Linked DNA regions of Mus musculus: region 1 is linked to region 2. Evidence: chromatin contacts called from public Hi-C data. All regions are on one chromosome and are shown on one strand. Each heading gives the region's core, a stretch centred on a gene start, on an enhancer-like site or on the middle of the called end of the contact. The rest is flanking DNA. Distances are from core to core; before and after follow the strand shown.

Evidence for each region. Hi-C and Micro-C count contacts between places; a contact is called where the count stands out from the background.
Region 1: a Hi-C map of the G1E-ER4 cell line shows a contact between it and region 2, with 5 times the contacts expected there. The contact joins two enhancer-like sites. A contact is called at or near these places in 2 of 15 datasets of contacts at CTCF or cohesin (large pre-B cells and pro-B cells), 47 of 484 Hi-C or Micro-C datasets (8-cell embryo, B cells, the C2C12 cell line and 24 more), 8 of 115 datasets of contacts at active chromatin or transcription factors (embryonic stem cells, extraembryonic endoderm stem cells, fetal liver and 2 more) and 4 of 9 other capture datasets (adipose tissue, embryonic stem cells, liver and 1 more).

The regions. Positions count from the first base shown.
Region 1 is chr15:31,581,120-31,588,941 of GRCm38.p6, reverse strand. Cmbl (carboxymethylenebutenolidase-like (Pseudomonas)) reads right to left here. Exons shown (of 6, transcript NM_181588.4): 2 at 6,869-7,102; 3 at 4,870-4,977; 4 at 3,505-3,647; 5 at 683-774. The coding sequence starts at 7,083. Among named protein-coding and RNA genes, the nearest start is that of Cmbl, 16 kb to the right of the region's middle. Within about 2 kb of position 2,226, at least 43 of the 459 cell types and tissues checked have an H3K27ac peak or open chromatin away from gene starts, as enhancers often do. A contact at or near this core is called in the G1E-ER4 cell line, where this site is marked.
Region 2 is chr15:31,437,341-31,444,301 of GRCm38.p6, reverse strand. Ropn1l (ropporin 1-like) reads left to right here. Exons shown (of 5, transcript NM_145852.2): 4 at 835-1,010; 5 at 2,922-3,092. The coding sequence ends at 2,985. Among named protein-coding and RNA genes, the nearest start is that of Gm49208, 13 kb to the left of the region's middle. Within about 2 kb of position 4,366, at least 3 of the 459 cell types and tissues checked have an H3K27ac peak or open chromatin away from gene starts, as enhancers often do. A contact at or near this core is called in the G1E-ER4 cell line, where this site is marked.

The DNA.
Region 1 (7,822 bases), core at 977-3,476, 150 kb before region 2:
ATTTGTATTGAGATCTTAGTTAAGACTTATTGACAAATGGCCACTTTTAACTTAGACTTTCCTAACCATCTTCCTGTGCTTAATAAATCCATCTCAGGCTATGGTAACTGGTGGATTACCATGGAAACCATTCACAGTGAACAGGCTGTACCAGGAACACATACATCCTTCAGCTGCCATTCTGAACAGATCCATTCGGGGCTTAAGTTCCATCAGTAAATGTTCATCATTGGAAAACCAATAAACTAGTTCTTAAAAACTTTCTCGGCCAGGCAGTGGTGGCGCACCCCTGTAATCCCAGCACTTGGAAGGCAGAGGCAGGCAGATTTCTGATTTCAAGGCCAGCCTGGTCTACAGAGTGAGTTCCAGGACAGCCAGGGGGTACACAGAGAAACCATGTCTCAAAAAAGCAACAACAAAAAAACTTTCTCGGGCTGGTGAGATGGCTCAGTGGGTAAGAGCACCCGACTGCTCTTCCGAAGGTCTGGAGTTCAAATCCCAGCAACCACATGGTGGCTCACAACCATCCATAACGAGATCTGACTCCCTCTTCTGGAGTGTCTGAAGACAGCTACAGTGTACTTACATATAACCAATAAATAAATCTTAAAAAAAAAAAAAACTTTCTCTAAAGATGTCATGCTATGCAATTAGATATGCAAATGAAGGGCTGCCTACTCACCTGCTCAAGTGGAATCACAGTGTCATTTTCTGCAAAAATAAACAACGTTGGGTTCTTCAAATTATAAACATCTTCAGAATCTCTGATGATACCTAGAAAGAGTTGAGGGGCATTGACTTCTGCAGAAAGCTGCCTGAATTCGGTATGGTTTTGCAAAGTAGACCATGTGGTCAGAGACCTGCTTCCATGTGTTAGGGGTGGAAGTGGTATGCATGCTTTCTTGTGCATGCCCACATGGGGTCTAGTGCACCTGTGTCTGTGAGTGTGGAGGCCAGGTATCTTAAAGTCACTCCTCGTTTTCACCATAGGATCTCATTGAGCTTTGAGCTCAGGGATTTCTGCACACTGGCTGGCCAGGGAACTTGAGGAACCCATCTGTCTCCACCAGCCCAGTCCTGGGGTGACATGTGCAAAGCCTGACACACACACACATAGCAGATTTTCATGCAGATGCTAGGGATCTGAATGCAGGTCTCCATGGATAGGTGGCCAACACTTCACTGCCTTAGCCATCTCCCCAGATGTGTGTGTATTGTTATTTTTAGTAAGCCCACAGAAGCCTAGCCTATGAGATTCTGAGAATGTGCAACCGATTTAACCAGATCTTTTTACTCTGCATCCTGTTCAACAGGAACCAGGCCAATAAACTTGATGCTGCTCTCTCCTGAGATGGCTTTATACATCAGGTCGTTTTTCAAACCACCACTCTAGAACTTTCTACAGGGACCCCACATGTTCAGTAAACTAGACCGTTTTTTTGGTTTGTTTGGTTGGTTGGTTGGTTTTTTGATTTTGGTTTTTTGAGACAAGGTTTCTCTGTGCAGTCCTGGCTGTCCTGGAACTCTGTAGACCAGGCTGGCCGCAAACTCAGAAATCCGCCTGCCTCTGCCTCCCAAGTGCTGGGATTACAGGCGTGTGCCACCACTGCCCAACCTTTTTTTTTTTCTTTTTTCCTTTTTTTTAATTTTTAGACAGTTTTATAAGAAGAACAACCATTGGACCAAGTTATTATTCAAACAGGACCCCAAAGAGACAGGGTCTACGTGTCTACAGGTTATTGTATATGTTTTATTGCTCATCCTTGCCTGAACATCCTAAAGGTTAATTTGTGCAAAGTATTGTTCTGCCAGGCTTAGGGCAGCCCACTGGTGCCTTTGGTTGGAAAAAGGCAAGTCCATGCTCTGTTGGGAGAATGGGCAGGAAAGGACTAGTGAGCTGGCTCACTTGCCCCACAAGCCTGATCCCAGAACCCACATCAAGTTGTTCTCTGGCTTCCACACAGGCATTGTTGTGTGCAGGCACACATGATCAATGATTTTAAAAGATGAAAGGAAAAACAACTTTTTTCCTGCTTCCTGCCACTGTGAGAGCAGAGCTAAGTAACACACAGTGTCTCTCCTCCCTGTGACTCCTCTCCAGAAGACGTCGAGCCATTGAAGGGATATCAGTCCTCCCTGCACAACTCTGACAAAGCCAGATAATAGGTCTGGACATTCAGTGGATGTCTCTTTTTCCTGCCATAACCTGCCACTCACATGCACAGCAGCAGCCAGCAGGTGGCGCTAGAAAGGCATGCATCCAGGACCACCTTTTAATTTACCCATAGACACCATTGGCCTGAAAATTGGCTGGTCTCGTACTAGTGATTTATTGCATTTGTTTTATGTAAGACTAGCTCTCACTATGTAGCTCATGCTGGCCCAAACTTTTCAATTCTGCTTCAGCCTCCCAAGTACTGGGGTCACAAGTACCATGCCTCACTTTATCTCCTTTTGTGTAAGAAAATATTTTGTTTTGTTTTGTTTTTTTTCCTTAGTGCTAATAGAAGATGAAACACCATGTCCGGGAGTTCAAGCGCCAGATAGAAACAGCTTGTGAATGTGTAACTTTGAAAGAGCAGTCAACTTTCCTATATTTGTTTTTGGCATATTTTAGTCTGGATGCTTTTGAATTGTACATTCAGTGTGCTGTTTCTGTCAACCGATAAAGGGTTCTTATCTCATAGTAAAAACAACTTTGTTTCCTGTTGGCTAAAATGTAAATGTTGGGGCTGAAGAGATGGCTCAGCAGGTAGGAGCACTGGCTCCTCTTCCAGAGGACCCATATTCAATTCCCAGCACCCACATCGCGACTCACAACATTAAGCACAGGGGATCTGACAACCTCTGCTGGCCTTTGTAAGCACCAGGGCACACACATGGGCATGACATGCATGCCCATACCAGACTCGGGAGGCAGAGGCAGGTGGATTTCTGAGTTCGAGGCCAGCCTGCTCTGCAGAGTGAGTTCCAGGACAGCCAGGGCTACACAGAGAAACCCTGTCTCGAAAACAAAAACAAAAATCTGCTAATTAAAAAGAAAGTTAAAGTTGCTGTTTGTGGTTTGCATGCGTGAGTGTGTATGTGTGTGTGTGCGCACGCGCACGCGCACATGAGTACGCACAGACTTGTGAACGGGTGCACATACACATGAGAGGTCAGATGACAACCTTGGACATGTTCCTAAGGGAGCCTTTCCACCTAGATTTTTGAGACAGGATCTAGAACTTATCAAGTAGGCTAGGCAAAGTGACCAGTAAAGCCCAGAATATCACCTGTCCCTTTCTCTCTTAGCATGAATTCTGGGGACCAAATTCAGCATCTCACACTTGCAAGACAAGAGCTATACTGACAGAGCCATCTCCCCAGCTCTATTTTTAGATTCTGAAAACCATGCTAAGCTGGTTTACCACACGCCATCGGGTTTTGTATTGCAGCATGTGGGAGAAGCCTGTCACTCAACCTTCCCCTGCTTTCCCTGAGTAAAATGTGCTGGGCACTTACCATAGACAGACACCCCCGCCCTGATGTCCGGGTATGCCGTCATCACTTGGTGCACCACAACACCCCCCCAGCAGAAGCCCACAATGCCAATCTTCTGAGCATGACACTGTTGTCTCAGATACCTCAAGACAGCATCAACCTCCCTAGAACAGAAAGAGAAAGGCATTGCAGACAGAGCTGCCCGGGCGGACCCTCAGGGTCGCTGGTAACTGGAATGTCTCAGTGAATAGTACTTGATGTTTGTGATTTCTCTGGTGGTGAGAGCCAGAATTTCCTAGAAAGGAGCTGTGACATCAAGGCTCACTGACTGCTTAAAACTCAGTGGCTATAAGGAGTCTGGGATGTTGCAGGTCTGGAGCCCGATCACAGTTTATCTTGAGCTACCTTTAGCCCATTAGTGAGCCATTCTTTGCCCCTGTGTGTTGGCTCGAACTCCTGTAATTAGCAGATAAAGTCAAACCTATCACCCTGATAAGTAGATTAAAAGAGAAAAAAAAAAACCTTTGGAATGTATCAACTCAACAAAATTGTGTACTCCACCAATCAAAGATCTAAGAATGCTATCAGATCACATCTGGGTCTCATAGCTGAGATTACTCTGCTGCAACCGCCCAATTAATGTTTCCACCAATGTCTTTGGAAAGTGTCTTGATTTTGAATCTGTCTTTGTTCTGTTACTATAAAAAACAACAACAATAGCAACAAGTTCATGGTAGAATGTAGAATTTGGGGTAAACTAAATCTCTGCAGCTTGTAGCTGACCAATCAGAGAAGCTTATAGCTAACCAATCAGAGAAGAGCAATCTCCTCATCAGAATGAGTTTTCAGGATGGACTACAGAGCCAACGGGGTGGGGGATGATGCTCTCCAGGTTGCTGGGAGAGAGGCTATGGACCAATGGGCTGCCGCTGAGGTGGGGACTTTCCTGAGGATGAAGCCAGCATACAGGAAGTGGGGCAGAGCTGTGATGGACAGATGAGAGCTGGGCCACTTCCCACTTGATCCCAAACTACTTTCTTTGGTTCTATAAATCAATATCTCTTTTAACTGCTGATCCACTTGGGATAGGTGTTCTATCACTTGCAACCAAGGACTTAGGTGGACACAGGACTTTGAATTCATCACTTCTAAGGAAATGAGCAGCTGTGCTTGCTGGGGCAGTGTGGCAAAGAGCATGTATCAGCCTCCATCCTATAGTGTGCTGGACCAAAACTCTTTCCCATCATGCTGTTGGAAGGACTTCATCTAGAGCCAAGTGAAGTCATGGTGGGGGAGGGAGAGGGAGAGAGGGAAGGCAGGAGCTCAGCTTGTCTGTTCCCTCCCTGGGCTACATCCAGTACAAAACCAAGCCTCTTGGAAACTTACCGATTGACTTTTCTGGCATTTCTTGATTTCAACCACGCGGGGAAGGTGGACCAGTCACCAGCTGGGTCCCATGGCTCTTGACCCACAAAGAAGTCTGGGACAATAGTTCTGTAAAATATGGGCGTGAATCAACCTTTGAGTCACCTGGACTCAGTGTCCTGGTTTATTAGATACCATGTTGAGTTGCCAATTCTAGGCAGAGGGAAGGGAAAGCCTTGGCCACGAAGGCCATCCTTTGTTGCGACAGAGGTCATCTGCTGCAGGCCACATTGCCTCAGATTCCACAACTGCAAGTACATAGCTTCCAGCAGTTCTGGTGTGACCCTGCTCTAGCAAGTGAGAGGACCATCAGCAGGGACACTTCTTAAGAGTGATTCCAGTGAAGAAGGAGGGAAAACTAGACCTATGGGCAAAGGGTGTGTCCTGTCAAAGGTCCTGCCTCGATGAACTTAGTTGGTCTTCTCAGCCAGTCCAGGACTTTCTTGGTCTTAAACACTGGCTTTGGCCAAAGGGCACCCCTGAGGGCACACTCATCACTGTGATCGAGTAATACGGTCCATTGTCTGCACAAGCTGGCAAACAGTTTCCTGCCCCAAGAGTAAGGTCCATAGCAGGTTCTAGAACAGGCTACGGGAAGAGTAAACAAGTAAAGGCTAATGCCTGAGGTTGTCCTCTGACCTCTAAATGCTCACAACGGTGAACACGAACCTTCAATCATACGCACATATATATGTCATTGTATACACACACACACACACACACACACACACACACACATCATATAAAAGATCAAATGATAGCTCACCCAGCAATGGGCAACTCAGTCTGGAAATCATGGACATCACTAATCCTAGTAACTTTACTTACTCTCAAACAAACTGAGCCTTGGCAGTGCAGCAGAGGGTTCCTTAAAACACAGCCACGGGTAGCTCGTTACTTTGGGAGACTGTGGCCCTAGCTCCATCCATCCTGACTTGGCTTTTAGAAGAACAACATGAATGAACTCCAGTGTGAAGTCCTGCCTCTGTCCTCTCAAGACAAGTCCCTCTGCTGCACAGGGAGGCAGAGCACCAAGGCCCGAGCCTGACAGGCCAGGTTGAGGTCTCAGTACCTTGTACTGTAGAGAAAACTTGACAAGTAACTGACCACTTTTATCTCTCACACTTTTAAACAAAAAAGTATCTATTTTTATGAGTGTTTGTCTGCATACAGAGTGTGTACTACGTACATACCTGGTTCCTGCAGAGGCCAGAAGATGGTGTCAGACCCCCTGTACCTAGTTACAGATAGCTGTGAGCTGCCATGTGTGTTGTCTGAACCAAACCTGAGTTTTCTGCCAAGCCGTCAAGTACTTGTAACCACTGAGCTATCTCTCCCGCCCCAGGGCTCACATTCCTGACCAGACCAACAGAAGTGTGGACTGTCCAGCCTCAGATGGCTTGAGGGTAAGTAAATGAGAACCATGAACAAGCAAGAGCCCCGGAAGGTGGAGTTATCTTCCTGCCTGTGTTATATATCCTCGCTGTAGTACGTAAGGACTCTCCTACGACAACAGGCATTGCCCCATTCAAGCAGCTGCTTATGGCTCACCCAGAGCAACTGAGAACCTCTGTCTTCATGCTTTGACTTCCCAATCTGCAATATGGGGACGGTAATATCCATCCCTCCCAGGGCCACTAGAAGGGGAGGGTCCCTGTCCATGTTGGCTATGATAGGTATATTTGGAGGCTTCCCCAGGGAATTGTCCCACTCTCTGTAGGGCTGGGTACCCTGGGGACCTGATGTCCTGGGATTCTGTTGGGAAGAGTTGGCTGTACAAGGTTAGAGTTAAATTTCAAAGGACAGTTCCCACATCCCACCAAGGATCAGCGAGATAACAAAATAGATAATGTAAACGATAATGTAACTCAAGCTGTGCTGGGTTTTGGATTTGCCTTTCTGAAGCAGACCAAATGGACCACAGAAATCGACATGCATTTAAGCAAAGAGCAGAACTTACGTGTATCCATTTCTGGCAATCATGTCAGCCATATACCTGGTGTTGGGCAGCTGCCAGCCAAATATATCCTGGACGACAATCACGGCTTTGCCTGCATCCACGGGGGACCGGGTGACATATGCCTTGATGTGCTCAACCTGAACTTCGTGGCCCATGCCACCATACTCTAGTTTGTGACCAATGTCACATGGGCAAGGGTTAGCTTCGTTAGCCATTGGGGTCTTGACGTCAGGGCTATGGAGGGAATGGAATATTCATCAAACACTGAGTGATTCATATCTAAGGTTAATCTATGCTAAATAAACTATAAATAAACTCAGTGGTGTGATGGCTAATGTCGATCAAACTGGAAATGTAGCTCAGTTGCTAGAGCTGCTCACTAGTGTGCATAAAGCCTGGAATTAGATTCCTAGGACTTCATAAACTAGGTATGGTGGTGCACACCTGTAAAACCAATGAAGTCAGGCAAGCATAGGGAATAGTTTAGCAACTTAGGACTCCACTTGGGTTAAGCTATGCACACACTTCAGCCTTTGGATGAAGATGTAGAACTCTCAGCTCTGCCTGCGCCATGCCTGCCTGGATACTGACATGCTCCCACCTTGATGATAATGGACTGAACCTCTGAACCTGTAAGCCAGCTCCAAGTAAATGTGTTTTGGTTTTTTTTTTTTTTTTATAAGACTTGCCTTGGTCATGGTGTCTGTTCACAGCAGTAAAACCCTAACTAAGACAGAAACTAGTACCAGGGACCGGGGTATTGCTTTGATAGGCCTGACCATGCTTTTATTTGAAAGAATGTGGACTTTTGGACTTTGGATTTGGAACTCAGTGGAATACTTTAAATGCGGCTTAATGGGTCATCCTAGTAGGAATATGGAAGACTTTGTTGCTGGGAGTGATTTGAACTGTGTTGACCTGGCCCAAGAGATTTCAAAGGAGAATAATTTCAGA
Region 2 (6,961 bases), core at 3,117-5,616:
ATTTGGTTCCCGTATATCTTTTAGGTAGAAATCTATTATAGACTTTTTTCTTTTTCAACAAGGGTTAATTAAGTAAGAGGGAAGTGTTTGAGGCTTGGCCATACAGTGCTTCTCTGCAACCTTGTTCCCGGTCCATTAGTTGCTATTCTGCAGGCCTCCAAGAAAGACCAGAGACCTGTGCATGGACTTTGAGAGTATGCTGAGGATAGTGGTCAAGTTGCAGGTGGAAGGTGGGGTGCAGGTGGAGTTAGGTTGCCATCTTGGGGAGCCAAGCAGTAGACAGGTCTGACAGAGGTTCACAGGTCATAGAGGAGTTTCCTGGGCCTGACAGAGTCCTAAAGCCTTCAGTATGAGTGATGTTGATGACTGGGTGGCAGGGACATTGGCAGATGCACGGGGCCATCTTTCCTGCCAACCGTGCTCTCTTCAGGGGCAGCTCAGGTGGGCACTAGTTCCCTGTGTCCTTTGGCATGGCAAAGAGTCTGTTTCTGCACTGACTGAAGGTCATGGTTAAATGGCCCTAGACTCCAAACCCAGAACCACGTGGAGGAGCTGATGATTCAAGATAATATGCTTATCTTGTCTGTGACAGTCATTCCCATTTCTGTGTAGCATCTGTGAATCACTGTATCTGCTCTGTTGTATCCTGGTCAAACCATCCTTCTTGCTGTATGTGGTGGGAGCTATGTATCCACTTGACCTTCACTTAGGTGGAGAACACACTCGGAAGAGTGTTTACAGAGCACACTTGCGTTTCTGTCTCTGGTGTTGGCTTGGTATCTCTGTGACTCCAAGACTGACTGTGTCCCATCTTCATTCCCTCTCCCTGTCCAGACCCTGAACACGGCCATGAAGAACGTGTGTGAGATCCTCACCTCTGACCCGGAGGGCGGGCCTGCTCGCATCCCCTTTGAAACCTTTGCCTATGTTTACCAGTACTTGTCTGGACTGGACCCAGAACTCCCGGCCGTGGAGACCGAGAACTATCTTACCAGTTTAAGACTGATGTCGTAAGTACAGTACGCTGTGGGTTTCCGGTGTGTTGACAGTTGGAGAATGTCCTCCATCTGCCTCTCTCTGCTGAGAACGTGTCCCTGGTTGAAGGCAAAGATGGCTACCTTGTTGCCAACAGTCTTGTAGGGGAGCTGCCAATCAGAGCCACAGCCCCTCAGCTTGTCCTCTCTATACCTGCTAGGATGGGGACTTAGATTCTATCTTCCTTGACTTTAGATGGAAAAAATGTGTCCTGTCACAAGAAGAGCTTGATTCTGCCAGAGTTTTAAACAGTAGCTCATTAAAAAAGGACACAGATGGAATTAACCTCACCAACGCATGAAACATAGAGATGAATTGGCAGCAGTGGGTAGCCTGCTGCAGCCCGTGGATGCTGTGTTACCCACACTGTTGTTGACTTGAGGAACTGGCACGTGACATGTACACACTATCTTTGTGCTGTTGGCACTGATAGAATGTAAGAGTGAGTGAGGGGCCTCTGGCGCTCTTGACCTCACTCATGGCTGCCTTGGGCTGTATCTTCCCTCTCTAGTAAGTGGTCTGATGTGCCCACCTCTAAGATGTTCTATTCCTGTGCTCTGTGGATGTGAGAGTCCTGTCATCTTGGTCTGAGAGGGCTGTGGCTTCTACGTGGGAAGCTCGTAGTCGTTTAGGTTAGGTCTTTCCTAATGCTTCCCAAGATTATCTGGGGAGGTGTGACTCCATGTCACATATGTGTGGCGGAGAGGGGGCTCAACTGCCACACCAAACATGGCAGCTGTGGAGGGTGCTGACAGATGCCAGACCACTAGTGACTGGGAGATAGAAGTACAGTCGGTGGCTTGCTGTGTGTGGCTGGGGGCAGGGAGAGGGTGGGGAGGTGGGCAGGGCTCGTGAATAGGGATAGGTTTTGTATTCAAAGGGGAGCAGCTGAAGATAAGGGCTCTAAATGGCCAAGGGGGATCTCAGCTTTGTCCTACCAGGTCCTCATTAGCACCCACCTCGGAAAATCCCACTGTAGTGCTTCAAGGAAGCCTATGGACCTGGCTGCCCCGTAACTGGATGCCTGGCTAAGCACAGCCATTGACCTTCCAGTCGGTGCTCTTGGGTGCTCTGAGTGCACCAGCTCTGGGTGGAGGAGGAATGGCATGTGGTGAGCACTCAGAAGCCAAGGCCAGGCTGCCTGGGCTGCCTGCCTCTCCTGCCCCTCCCGAGTCAGCCTGTTAATTAGGTTTCTTTCTTTAAAAAAAAAAAAAAATAGAAGGAACTGTTGCGTATATGTCTGCCGATTGGGAATATGTTTACCCACCCCACAGTTGATCCGTCTAACACCCTCTTGCTGCCTGCTTGGTTCTGACAGTATTTGCTATCCCCGTGATAGCTATGCCTCTGTGGGCAGTGACATTCACATGATCTCTCCTAGCTGCTGAGGCGCAGAGAGCCCAGTGGGCTCTGCAGTCCTGGTTTCCCTCCGGCCTATGTGTGGGAGAGAGCTGGGCTGGGGTGACCAACAGAGAGCGCTCTGCTAGAGTGAGTGGGAGGCACGGGAAGGTTGGAGGGGTCCCGTTCTGTCTCAAGACCCATGGTGTGCTGGCATCACTGCTCAGCATAAAGTAGTTCCCAAACATGGACCACTTGTATTGTTTATTGATTGGTTGTTCAAGACAGAGTTTCTCTATGTAGCTTTGGAGGTCTAGGAAGACCAGACTGGCCGCCTGAGTGCTGGGATTAGACGTACAGCATAGATGTTTTACCTGCAAATAAACATCCATCATTGTACGAGAAAATGGAGCTGTCCTGCTCAGATCTGGTGCTTGTTGGCAGGAGTCTGGCGAAACCCAAGTGTCCAGTGTTTGAGATAATCTCGTTAAATGGCGTCCTGTAGAAGATAAACAATGTTTCTGACTGTGTGTCTGTTTCCCATCCAGAGAATCTAGAAAGAATGGCATGATAGGACTTTCGGACTTCTTCGTTGGAAAAAAGATAATATAGAAAGCCTTGAAGAGAAAGCTCTGGAAGCAGAGCATTGATACTTGTTTAATGTTGAAGCCATGCTTAGGAGAAACCTTGGCGCCAAATACAGCTTGTCATTACCTGTGTCTGTGAGTTTTTCTCAGAGGGATGGTAGGGTGGCGGGTGCTCACGGGACCACTCAGTCACTGCTGCTGACTGCGTTGTGGAAGGACTGTAAAGGTGGAGAGAGCAGGGAGCCGAGTGGGTGGGAAGTTTTCAGTGTCCAGCCCTTTCCTGCCCAGAAGAAAGACTACACAGACACTGGGCTCCTCAGTGCCAAGACACAGACTCTTGGCTCCTCAGTGCCGAGAACCCCTCCCCTCAAAGGGGGCTTCTGTGACAAGAGCATTCACAGCTGGAAAAAAATTTTCTAATTTTGATGAAATGTGTATATTTAAAAAAAACTATGATGTTGATGTTATTTCCGGTTCTTCCTCCCAGCCTCATGCTCCCAGAAATAAGATACCGACTCCAAATATATTTACAAATACCATGGCCATTGGTCTAGGCCCTTCTCTTCCTAGAAATAGCTTAAAATACCCCATTTATTCTAGCCTACACTCTGTCATGTGACTGGTTACCTGTGCTCAGGTACCATGCATGCCTCCCATCACACACTCCTGGTGAATCATCCATCCATCCCTGGCTCGCTCTCTCTCTCTCTCTCTCTCTCTCTCTCTCTCTCTCTCTGATGTCCCACTTCTCTTTCCTGCCCAAGCCAAAGGCTTTCTGACAGGTGATGCACCCATACGATACACAAGATACTCTCTTTGCACTATAACTTACCAAGAACTGCTCGAGATGTAGCGGAGTTGTTGTGGGGCTGGGGTAGAGTAAGAGAGAACAGTTTTGTTTGGGAACGTAACTTGGTGGTAGTGTTGAGCCACCACCAGCCCCTGACCTGGAGGACCACTACATGCATGCATAGGCTTGCTCAGACAACTCTATGTCAGGCCAGTCACTAGGTGCTTCATAAAATCAATTTTGGAAAATATCTCTGAGCTCTGAGACTGGAAGACTCATGTTTCAGAGAGAAAACCACAGGGCCAGGTCCCTCAGAGCGTAACTCCCAAGGCCTGTCTGTTCATACTGCATAATGAGCCGTCACCACAGGAAAGCTAAGCCCTGGGTGTCAGAGGTGCAGGGCCCAGTTCAAAGTGATTTCCAGGGTGTGTGTGTGGGGGTGTGTGTGGGGGATCCAGAGCCTGAAACTGTGTGTGTGTGATCTGATAAGGCAGTGTGTTTCTGTTTTCAAGGCACGGAAGCAGGGCCCTGAGAGCTGTTGTCTATCTTTTGGACACAAGATCTTTGTATCTCTGAAAGACCTGGTCAATATGTAGCCCAGGCTAGCCTTGAACTAACAACTTTTATCCTCCTGCCTTTGCCTCCCATATCCATCTCACCAGGCCTGGTGAGTTCATTTGAAAACTTTGTGTTTTAAGAACTTAACTTGGTTTGCTCTCCAGATGTTCAGCTGAGTGGTCTCAGGAAGGCTCGGGTGCTGGAATTGTTGTCCAGTGGTAGTAGCATATTCAGGAGGGAGGATATCAAGATGACAGGATGCAGAAGCAGCCAGTCACATCTGCAGAGATACCTGCGTATCTGTATATCTCTACCACATGAACCCAGGGAGTGGCGTTGCCTACTTCTGGGTTGGGTTTTCTCATCTCAGTTAATGTAATGAAGACACTCCCCACAGACATCCCCGCAGACCAGCCTGAACTAGAGCATCCCCAGGAGACCCTTCCCAGACGAAGCTTGATTGTGTCAAGTTGAGCAAACTAACCATCTCAGATGGCATCACAGAGTTAGTCCTCAGAGTACTGGGGCTACTGTCACTGTTGTCTCTTGTATTGGTTTAGTCAGAGGGTCTAGGTACATCAAGGCACAAGCTGGTCACAAAAATGATCCTCCTGCCTCAGCTCCCCAGGCTCTGGGATGGCAGGCGTGCTGAGATGGTGACCATGAGGTGAAACTGCAGCACGTGCCTCTCTTCACCATGCTGCAACATAGCCAGGGAGACCCTGGCCAGAAATGCCAGTGTCCAGAACCAGAAACCAAACAAACCTCTCTAGTAATGGACTAGTGTGGGGTGCTTTGTCACCTCCACGGAAAATGACAAACCCAGAGTTAGCAGTAGACATGGAGCTGAATTTCAGTCAGTACTTACTGATGGGGACACACTGTCAGGAGACTGGGAAGGCCAGGCCTGGCTGTCTTCTGGCCCCCAATGGTTTCCTGTGGCTGCTGCAACAAGCTAACACCTCAACATTCTGGTTGGAAATGAGGGATTTACCCTCACATTACCTGAGGGCCCCTATCAAAAGCAAGCTATTGGTGGCTACGCTCCCTGTGAAAGAGGGTGAGGACACAGCGCCAGATGGTGGGGCTTCCCACTTCAGCCTCTGTAGTCGTCACTTGACCTTTCTGTATTTTCCCTGGCCATGGAGGTTAGCAGAATGATTCTGTCACCCTTTAAAAAATATTTTTTATTGCATGTGTGTGTGTGTGTACATTTGTGTGTGTGGGTGCATTTGGGCGCCCGCATGCTCAGACACTAAGGAACAAACAGCATGAGTCAGTTCCTTCTACTAGGTAGGTTCTGAGGATGGAACTTGAGCTGTTGGGCTCCAAGGCAAGAGCCATTATCCACTGAGAAATGTCTTTGGCCCCATCTCTTGATTACCCTCTTTCTAAAGACCACTACCATGGAATCCAGGGGTCAGGATATATCCATAACTCTGTGAGGGATACCCTTCAGTATATCATGTCCCCCACCCCCACCCCCACTATACTTAAACCTTTCAGAAAAATGGCTAACTTCCTCTCTTCCATCACTGGACCACTCATAAGCCCTGACTATTAGAGAGCCCTTTGACATATGCCAATAGACATGGTGTCTGAGTGCACCAGGCCATTCCATCTTCTCCTGTCCCTTCTAAAATGGGCTTGTCTCTCAAGGACTCTGCTTCATGGAATGTGCTAAAAATATAGCCAGGATTACTTTAGTCAGGTATAGTAAGATAGCAGAAGTGATGGTGGGAAGAGACAGAGGTCTAGATACAGGAGGCACATCACCCACACAGGGCCACAGGGACTTTGAGGAAGCAGGAGAAAAAAGAGAGCTGTGATCTGGACCAGTACATCATTCTTTGGTGACAGGTTCCCAAGAGAGAAGTGGCCAGGGCATGAGAAGCTAGGAAAGTTTGGGATTAGGGGTGGGGGAGGGAGTCTTACACAAGCTGATGGCTCATGTAAGCAAGTTTATTAAGAGATGCAGCATCTTACAGTTTTCCTGAAAAAAAAAAAAAAGGTCATTGTCAGCAAAAGCTATTATACAATGGGACAAAGTCAGCAAGCAGCTAATCAATGTTGCACAAAGGGAACACAGGATACCTATCTCAAGGGCACAGAGACCAAGTACACACACCAGCTTTGGGACTGACGATCATAACACTGCATGGTGGGAAGAGTGGGGTTCTCAGGATCCAAAGCCACAGTCCCACCAGGACCCTGTCCCCAGGCCATTCCTGGCCTTACCAAGAATATACCAACGTCTTAGTTCTTTCTCCATACATCAGGGCCTCAGGAAAAGCCCAGGACTGCCCTAGCCCTGTTGAGCCTTGAAGGAAGGATGGGGGCAGGACAGAGACACCAAGAAAGCTTAGCGATAGATGAATGATTTCAAGGGCTCTGGGATTCAAGATGGTCCTTAGGGTATGTGGTCCCTGGAGCTTCATGGTTGGAAGGCAGGGATGACGGGTTGGTCTCCAAATCCTGGTCAACAAAGTACAGAAGATAGATGGAGTGGGACACATGCCTGTGGTCCCCCATTTGGAGGCAGAGGCAGGAGGATTCTGAGTTCCATGCCTGCTGGGCTGGATCCTGAGACCTGGGTAGGGAGAAGGAGGTAAGAAAATGGGAAGTAGTTTATGCAGGGAGGAGAGAGGGCTCC